Linked DNA regions of Mus musculus: region 2 is linked to region 1. The links are chromatin contacts, called in public HiChIP or PLAC-seq maps. All regions are on one chromosome and are shown on one strand. Each heading gives the region's core, a stretch centred on a gene start, on an enhancer-like site or on the middle of the called end of the contact. The rest is flanking DNA. Distances are from core to core; before and after follow the strand shown.

Region 1 (4,556 bases), core at 755-3,254:
ACTTCCTGGGGAGGAGATCCTCCAGGAGGGAGGAGGGAGGATCCTGGATCCCTGGGTGCTTCCAGCAAGGGATGCCATCGGGGGCATGGTCTTCTGGTATCACATTAGCTTATAGCTTTTCCAAGTTTTTTTTGGATGTCATTTTTTAGACATCACTATGGGAATGAATACAGGGTGTGCCAAGCACTAATGACTAAAAGCCTATTAGTTTGAAATGGATAAGTTTAGAAAGCCTCTTAAAGATTGCTCCAGACATGTCCGGATGTATTTCTGGCCAACCACCGACAGAGGTCTAGTTGGACTTGACCGGTATTAGACAATGCTGGCTCTTCTCTATCTCTGAGAAGTAAAGTCACCTCCATCATCTTGTCTCACCTGCAGACAGAAGTTAGAGATCTGTTATGAGCTCAGCTTTACCATAGGCAAGGCAGGCGTAGGAAGAAGACCCATGAGTGCCATGGGTTAGAAGTCACCAGCTCCCTCCCAGTGGCTGGTGCTGCTTGCATCTCTTTGGTCCTCATGCCCCTCAGCCTTAAAGGCAGGTAGGAAGGGGATGTTCCCTCAGAAGTCTGACTTAGCTTTCACATCCATCCATGGTGGGCATGAAGAAAACGGGAAGGGCCTTGGAGATTCACTTCTTTCCCCTATGGAGGCAACACACAGTGAGGATATAGAGGGTGTGACTATCTTCAGTGCTGGGACCTGCTCACCTGAGCATTCTGTGAGGAGTAAAATCACTCTCTGCCTCATTTGATCCCCAGGGCACTTCAGCCTCACCTTGTAGATGGGGTAGTGAGACAGGGCTGCCTCTCCTTTGGGGAGAATTTAAACACAATTCTCTCTCTTTGAATTCTTGAACAGAGGAGACCACAGAGGGCTTGGCTATAGATACCTTGGAGAGCCTTGTGGAGTGGGGTAGCCCAGTGTTGGACTGTGGAATTTGAGGGGGCGGATAGCTCAGTGGTGGGCTTGGGAGATAGCCCAGTATTGGGCTGGGGCTGAGGCTGGCACGGGAGTAGGTTTGGTGGGGGATAGCCCAGTGTGGTAGAGAGCATGCCTAACAAGCTGAGACCTTAGGTTTACTCCCTAGAACTCCAACTAAATAAAATAACCTTTTTCCTTTTACACTAGATCCCCACCCCCTCCCCCCAATTTGGTATTGCATTCCTTAATTTGGTCTTATAAGTATTATATAAATACGTAAGTAATATTCTTTTTAGGCACTTATCTATACTTAATTTCTGATGTTGGCCTTCTCTGCTTAGCAGTGATTCATTGGCAAAAACCAATGCATTTGGGGTTAGCAGACTAACATCTGCAGGCAGGCCTGCTGTGTGTGTGTGTGTGTGTGTGTGTGTGTTTGTTGAATTAACAGAAGTATCAGATGTTTTGTCTTACATAAATGAGTTAAATATTAAGGACAAACTGAAGGTGTGTGGCAAGAGTCTTTCCTTACCATGAAAAGTCATAGTTGGTAAACTCTCAGTTTGTTTCTTTGCTCTTTCTGTCTGTCTGTCTGTCCGTCCCTCCTTCCCTCCCTTCCTTATCACCATCACCACCACCACCACCACCATTATCATTATTTCTGGTTCTGGGGATGGAAGCCAGGGCCTGGTGTGTGAATGATGAGCTCTGTCTTTGAGCTTCAGCCATCTCCCTACTGTGATTCTTTTTTTTTTTTTTTTTTTTTTTTTTGGTTTTTTGAGACAGGGTTTCTCTTTATAGCCCTGGCTGTCCTGGAACTCACTCTGTAGACCAAGCTGGTCTCGAACTCAGAAATCCACCTGCCTCTGCCTCCCGAGTGCTGGGATTAAAGGCGTGTGCTACCACGCCCGGCTCCCCGACTGTGGTTCTTATTGGTATAAGAGTAACATGCTGTGCAGCACATCGCCATCCCTGCCTTCAGGCACATACTGCCCACCATGTACTGCCTGGGGGCTGGCTGAGGACTGCATGATGGCACACTGACCTTGACTTTGGTGTCTTTGCACTTCCTGCATCCCTGCTGGCTCCTTTCCCATCAGCTCCACCTCCCAACATGGTAAAGGTCATCAGGCGGTTCAGGCTGAAGCACTTAGTCCTACATTGTTATTTCTGATTATATAACTGGGATTTTCTTTTGTAGGAAGTTTTAGCCCTTCCTTCGATTGAGGAGGCTGCCTTGTACCCTTTCACTAAGGGCAGCTGTAAATGGCAGCTTTGTACTGCCTGGGTGCTCTCTTTTTTGCTGACCTACAGTTTAATTTCCAATGTCTAGACTTGATAGTCTGAATTTAAACACAAGACATAAACAGAGTCATCTGGAACTCATTTTTCCCCACACTAAACACTTCTTTCAGATACTAGTGTGCAGGAGACTCCTTCCTCTAACCACACCTCCAGATGAAAATCATTTAATTAACTGAGAAAGGTTTAGCTTAATTGCTCTCCTAAACAATCACGCATACCGGGTTGGTTTAGGTTTCCAGTGGCCGGAGGGTGGTAAATCGCAGATTCATGCTTAGGGAACTCCTACAGGGTCTTTTTGCTCAAAGATGTGGTTGCTCCAGCCTGCCCTTTCTCAGTCTCACAGGCCAGTTGGTTCTGGGTGTGTGGCCTTGCTAATTGCTTGTGGCTTTCCTGTCTGGTGACAAAGACTGAGCTGGACCTCTTCTGGGAATGTGCCACAAACCGGATGTAAGCACCCGATATCCGGCTCCCCTCAGTTTGTTGCTATGTGTCTGCTCTGCATTCAAATAAAACATTACAGTCGATATAAATAAGCTGTTTATGCAGTTATGTGTGTCATGCAAATACCTTGGATCACTTAGGCTTTGGTGCTGAGCTCTGCCTGCTTGCTAAAGCCCGAGGCAGAAGGATGCAGGAGGCACTGGGTGATGGAGGAGTTTGTACCAGGAGGTGCAAGTCTACAGAACTACTCTCAGACCAGAGTTGGAAGCTCCAAACTTTGACTCCGGAGGTGATGAAACCCAGATGGCTTCCCCAGCTGGCACACTTTACACACTCCACTCTCAACAAGTCAACTTTTTATCTTCTAGTCCAGAAATTGGGTTTAAGGGGAGTTTGGGAGAGGGAATGTGAATATGAGTAGAAGCCCCGCTCACTTGCCAATCAGATAGTTCCAGCCCCAAATAGTCTTCTAATTAGGAATGAAATCAGACGGGTGGGTCTGCGCAGAGGCAGGTACGCCACTGCGTTAGAATTTGTTGCATTTTAGCAGTAAAACAGGGTTCCTTTTCTTTTATCACCGGGGTAATTAGGATCTCCGTGACATCTACAAGACACTCTTCCTTTTCCAACTCCTAGCTAAACTGTACTGTCTTCATATAAAGTGACTCTGTAAATGTCTACACCAGCTCCTAATGCAGCAGAACTTTTACAGAGTCTAAGAGTTTACTAGTTGAAAGCCTATTCATGCTGAAATAAATTACTGAATCCTCCTGCACTCTCTCCTCCCATCCCAGACTTTAATTATAAAGCCACAATCACACCAGATAGTAAACCTTAAATATTTTAACATTTCCCCAGCAGGAGACAGCAGCACATAAACCAGCAGGCAGTTATATGGAGAGATTTATTTCTTACTGACCCAGGAAGCCATGCCTCAGTGCCTCAAGAAGATGCTGTTGTGCCCCGCCCTCTCCGAGGGTGCTAATGAATGAGCACAAATACCTACAGCGAGTTAAGTACTCTTGGTGGGACAGATGACAGAGGGCATCAGACAGTGAAGATTTTAAAGTTAGGTCTGTCGGGTGCTCAGGGATGTTTGTGTGTAAATTTGGAGTTGAGCTCCGACAGGTCTGAGGTTTTTATGTCGTGCAGTCCTCTTGGTTGTGAAAATTCACTTATTCCAGTCTGTGTCTATTTAGAAGCACTGGAAGTTTAGGGCAAGCTCTCACAAGATTTACCGCTGCACTGTTGGGTAGAAAATGATTTGCAGAGGGGATATCGCTGCAGTTCATTAGGTCAGAGCGCTTGCTGCCAAGGCTGAGGATGACCTGAGTCCGATCCTTAGGACCCACAAAGGAAGGAAAGAACCAAGTCCCCAAAGTTGTCCTCTGATCTCTACCGAGGCACACCCACACTAAATGAGCGAATACAATGTCATTCGTAAAGCATGACTTTTGAAAAATGATGTAAAACATGAAAAGACAGTTTTTGGGTGTTTATGTCCAGGTTGTTGAGAAGGTAATTGTAAATGGCTCTTCTGAGCTGGAGAGATGGCTCAGTGGTTGAGAGTATGCTGTGCTTGCTGAGTTCAGTTCTCTATCACCACTGGGAGACTCACAGCTGCCTTTATCTCCAGGAGATCTGATGCCCTCCCCTGGCCTCTGCAGAAACTGCATTCACATGCACAAACCCATAGACATACACATACATAATTAAAATAAATCCATAAATGATAGATAGATACTTAAAGCCTCTCAGTTGTTAAAATTCAACATTTTAGGACATCCACAGTCAACTTTTTAAAATTAACCCATTTATAATTGTGATGCTGGAGAATACAAGCCCTGCCTTTCAGTAGTCCAGTTTGAATGACTGTTTGTACCTGG
Region 2 (4,556 bases), core at 580-3,079, 260 kb before region 1:
CTGCTCCCTCCGGTTAACCCTGCTCGCTTTGGCCAACCCCGCTCACTCAGGCCCAAAGATTTATTTATTATTATAAATAAGTACATTGTAGCTGTCTTCAGCGGCACCAGAAGAGGGCGTCAGATCTCATTATTGGTGTTGTGAGCCACCATGTGGTTGCTGGGATTTGAACTCAGGATTTTTGGAAGAGTAGTCAGTGCTCTTACCTGCTGAGCCATCTCACCAGCCCCAGGATTTAGATTTAATAAGGCTTTCAAGACTAGGATTTTAGTTGTTGCCCCCAGCGTTTGAGTTACTGTTGTTTTGGAATTAAGTCTGTGTTGTGTTTTCCTTCACTCGCCGGCTTGTTTGGGTTCAAGAGAGAAAGGTACGGCAGCAAAGCGTGGGTTTGTCTGAGGTGCACCACAAAGGCCGTGGGGGATTTGAAGCATGGTGCTGGTATGGTAGCCACCCACCAGTGGGAACCTAGCAAGTTGGGTGGAGACGTTTCAGGAGCTCTGGGCCAGAGAGTCTCCACAAGATAAGAATAGGTCGGCCATTGCCTGCCAGTGCATGGCCAGCTAGGCTGCCAGGGCAGAGGGTTGCTGGCACAAGTGCGGGAATGAACCGCTTTCATTTTTTAATGTTTCTCACAACACAGATAACCAGCATTAATAGTCCCTTCTATTCTGGACTCTAAAGCCAGAGCCACATGGCCAAAGCTGCTGATTTTTGTTGTTTGCTGGAGCTGGAACGTGGTCCCCTTGTTCTATTACATTATCATCAGCTTTCTGTTTTCCAACTCCTTCACTGCCTAAGCTTGGATGTCTTGGAACTTGCTCTGAGACTGATTAATTCAGAGATCTGCAAGCTTGTCTCCTAAACACTGGGATTAAAGGTGTGGGTCCACCAAGGCTCGATTTAAAATTTTCTTTACCTAAAACTTGTTCTGATCTAGGTTGGCCTTGAACTCAGAGATCTGCTTCTCTTTGCCTCCTGGACCTAAATTTAGCTGGGTGGTATTTTGCCCCAGGGTCATTAATCCCTTAATTCAATTTAATATCTTTGAACACCGACCGGATCCAGCTCCATTTCACTTCCTGGTGCTCCATTAAAATTCAAACCATATATTTTATATTTTTCCTTTCTTAGCTTGCTACACTTGTTTAAAATGCCCTTCATGAAACTTAACCAGAGAACAAAGTCTATGATGGGTGTTTCTGAGACTTCCCTTGTCAGTGCAATTAATCTGAGTCTGTTCTCCTTAGCTTCAGGCATAATCTTCAGACAAGGGCAAAAAGTAGCCACAATCTTCACCAAAATACCACAAGAACAGTCTCTAGGCTACATATTGAAATTATTCCCTGAAACCTCTTGGGCCAGGTCCACACAATTCAAATCACTCTCAGTAACAAAGTCTTCCATATTCCTGCTAGGATGGCCCAATAAGCCCCTTAAAATTTAAAGCTTTCCAAATCCCAAGTCCCCAAATCCACATTCTTCCAAACAAAAGCATGGTTAGGTCTATCACAGTAATACTCCAGTGCCTGGTACCAACTTCTGTCTTAGGGCTTAACTGCTGTGAACAGACACCATGACCAAGGCAGCTCCTAAAGCACTTGGGAGGCAGAGGTAGGCGGATTTCTGAGTTCAAGGCTAGCCTGGTCTACAAAGTGAGTTCCAGGACAGCCAAGGTTATATAGAGAAACCCTGTCTCGGGGGAAAAAAAAAAGACATTTAATTGAGGCTGGCTAGCAGGTTCAGAGATTCAGTCCATGATGGTTAAGGTAGGGGTGAGGCAGCATCCAGACAGGCATTGTACTGGAGGAGCTGAGAGTTCTACATCTCCATTTGAAAGCTGCTAGCAGAATGCTGGCTTCCAGCAGCTAGGGTGAGGGTCTTAAGCCCACACCCACAGTGCCATGCCTACTCAAACTGGACCTTACCGTTTAATAGTGCCACTCCCTGGGCCGGAGCATATACGAGTCATCTTATGCAGCAGGTGCTATTAGCTCCTGAGCCGTTTCTCAGGGTCCTAGATATTTTGTTTCTTTCTTAGACAGATTACTCCAAGAAGAGAAATTAATTGGACTATAACAGTGAGTGTGTATTTTTCGTGGGTAGTTTACAGGCCTGTCAGGTAGCATCATGTAATTCTTGACTACAGGTGGGCTTGCAAATATGTAAATTTTCTTTCTCTTTGTGTCTGTGTGCCTGTGTCTGTCTGTCTGTCTGTCATTGCTCACCTTGTGTTTTGAGACAACGTGTTTCACTGAACATGGACCCCACCATTTCTGAGAGACTGGCTGGCACATGCCTGCCTCCTTATCCAGCATTGGGGTTACAGGTGGATGGTGCCATGCCCAGCTTTTATGTGTTTGTGTTTGGGAGTGAGGGGCCAGAGGTTCAAACTCAGGTCCCCATTCATGCACAGCAGGCACTTACCCACTGAGCCAGCCTTTTCATTCTTACGTTTTATTTTTCCTTACTGAAGAATTGAATAGATTTATACTTCAATAATGTGAATGGCCTATAAGAGAGACTTTTGCTATTATCATAGACTAGGGTTTTTTTTTCTCTCAAATAAATTTAGTACTAGAATTCACAGTATACTTTATCTCTTCCATATAAACTGATCCACATTTTTAACGGAAACCAGTAAATAATACCTTGTTACCTGCATCCCCGTATAGATTTTATTACCTTCATCTTTATTCCCTTGTTCAGTTTACTTAATAAGAAAAGGCTGCTAATCCCCCTTTAAATTGATTTTACAACACACTAATGGGCTGCAGCTGCTGTGTGACTCCTGTAATCTCTGAGGCAGAGGTCAGCAGTCAGCAGTTGGTAATGGAGGGGCCTGCCTCTGTGGTACCGTGCAGGACGGATGCCTCTGTGGTACCGTGCAGGACGGATGCCTCTGTGGTACCGTGCAGGATGGATGCACGGATGCAGATGCTCCTCCCTCAGCAGCGGTGGGCGTCAGGATGCAGGCCGGCCTCTGCTGATGAGCTTCCAGGCCATTGGGACCCTCTTCGCCCACACCGTGTCTTCTCTCACGTGTTCCATGCTTACTGTGATCCTGGCTACTCTTTCTTATTCCTCCATTTTTTTTATTTTTCACAGTGAGGAAAAGGTTGAGATCGAATTGATGTAATGCGAGAAGAAACAGCACTAGCAACTCTAGGCCGTTTCTGTCACGCCTCAGAGCAGTGGTTCTCAACCTGTGGGTCTCGACCCCTTGAAAGGGAGTCGCCTAAGATGATCGGAAAACACAGATGTTTGCGTTATGATTCATAACAGCTAGCAAAACTCCAGTTGTGAAGTAGCAACAAAATGATTTATGGCTGGGGGGGGTGGTCACCACAGCAGGAGGAGTGGTATTAAAGGGGCCCAGCATTAGGAAGGTTGAGGACCACTGCTCTAGAGGCAGCTCATCCCATACCTCTCAAGTTTTCTTTCCTTGTGCTTTGAAAATTACAAAGCTGTTTCCTACCTCTATTGATTATCCTTTCCTTCCCTGCCTGTCTCCATCCCTTTTTTCTCTTTCAGCTTTCCCTTCTCTTCTCTCCTATCTTCCCTCCCTCCCTCCCTCTCTCCCTCCCTCCCTCCCTCCCTCCCTCTGTTCCTTCTTTCCCTTTCCAGATTCTCCCTAATGTCACCCAGGTTGGTCTAGAACTTGCTGTGTAGCCCAGGCTGGCCTTGAACTCAAGGCCCACCCACCTCTACCTCTCAATGCAGGCATGCGCCCCAAGCCCATCTTAGCTCCTTCATCTAGAACATTAATTTCCAGATCCATTGCTGTTGTAGTCTGTATTTACCTCATTCCTCTCCTGTCTGAATGCTGTGTCATTGCCTGGGCACTACACCCTGCCATTCATTTTTCAGTTGATGAACATTTGAATACTCCCCCACCCCCAATTAGGAATTATGTTGCCAGGAGCTATTTTTTTTTTTTTTTTGTAGATGTGTTTTTATTTCTCTTAACCATGCAACTAGGAGTGGGACTGCAGTGTCCTATTGAGTAGGTGCCAGCTGTTTGCTAAGGTAACTACACATGTCACCTCATCAGTATCAAAGGTTCCAGTCTCTCCAAGTTCTTACCAATACCCAGCTCCATGATGATTATAGCTGAACTAGTTAGGATTGAAGTGGAATCTCATTCTGAATTTGATTTATGCTTTTCCTAGTGACAAAAACTATTGAGCATCTTTTAAAAAAGCTTTACATCATTTATACACACACACACACACACACACACACACACACACACGCCTGTACACACCCATGTTCATGTGACACCTTACTGCACTGGGCTCTCTCTTCCCACCATCTGGTGGTCCCAGGAATTGAACTCAGATCGTTAGCCTTGGAGGCAAGTGCCTCTCCCTGCTGAGCCATGTTGCTTTCTTGTTTTAAGTTTTGGGGCTGCTAGGGATTAAACCCAGAGCCTTGCCTTGTTGGGCCTTGCAGCAATTCACTGATCCACCACTGGGTCTGCTGGGCTGGTTTCAGGCTCAAGTGATTTTCTTGCCTCAGTCTCTAAGTGTCTGGGACTCCAGGAGTGTCCCACCCCC

The links. HiChIP or PLAC-seq counts read pairs in DNA pulled down with a chosen protein or histone mark.
Region 2: an H3K27ac HiChIP or PLAC-seq map of embryonic stem cells shows a contact between it and region 1, with 2.2 times the contacts expected there. The contact joins two enhancer-like sites. A contact is called at or near these places in 3 of 15 datasets of contacts at CTCF or cohesin (the NIH/3T3 cell line, pro-B cells and stem cell-derived epiblast-like cells), 10 of 484 Hi-C or Micro-C datasets (the BV-2 cell line, CD8 T cells, embryonic stem cells and 2 more), 5 of 115 datasets of contacts at active chromatin or transcription factors (the NIH/3T3 cell line, acute myeloid leukemia and embryonic stem cells) and 1 of 9 other capture datasets (embryonic stem cells).

Annotation. Positions count from the first base shown.
Region 1 is chr1:179,196,384-179,200,939 of GRCm38.p6, reverse strand. The region is part of intron 5 of Smyd3 (SET and MYND domain containing 3); the gene reads left to right. Among named protein-coding and RNA genes, the nearest start is that of Gm31349, 130 kb to the left of the region's middle. Within about 2 kb of position 2,004, at least 47 of the 459 cell types and tissues checked have an H3K27ac peak or open chromatin away from gene starts, as enhancers often do. A contact at or near this core is called in embryonic stem cells, where this site is marked.
Region 2 is chr1:179,459,869-179,464,424 of GRCm38.p6, reverse strand. All of the region lies in intron 1 of Smyd3 (SET and MYND domain containing 3), which reads left to right. Among named protein-coding and RNA genes, the nearest start is that of Smyd3, 56 kb to the left of the region's middle. Within about 2 kb of position 1,829, at least 9 of the 459 cell types and tissues checked have an H3K27ac peak or open chromatin away from gene starts, as enhancers often do. A contact at or near this core is called in embryonic stem cells, where this site is marked.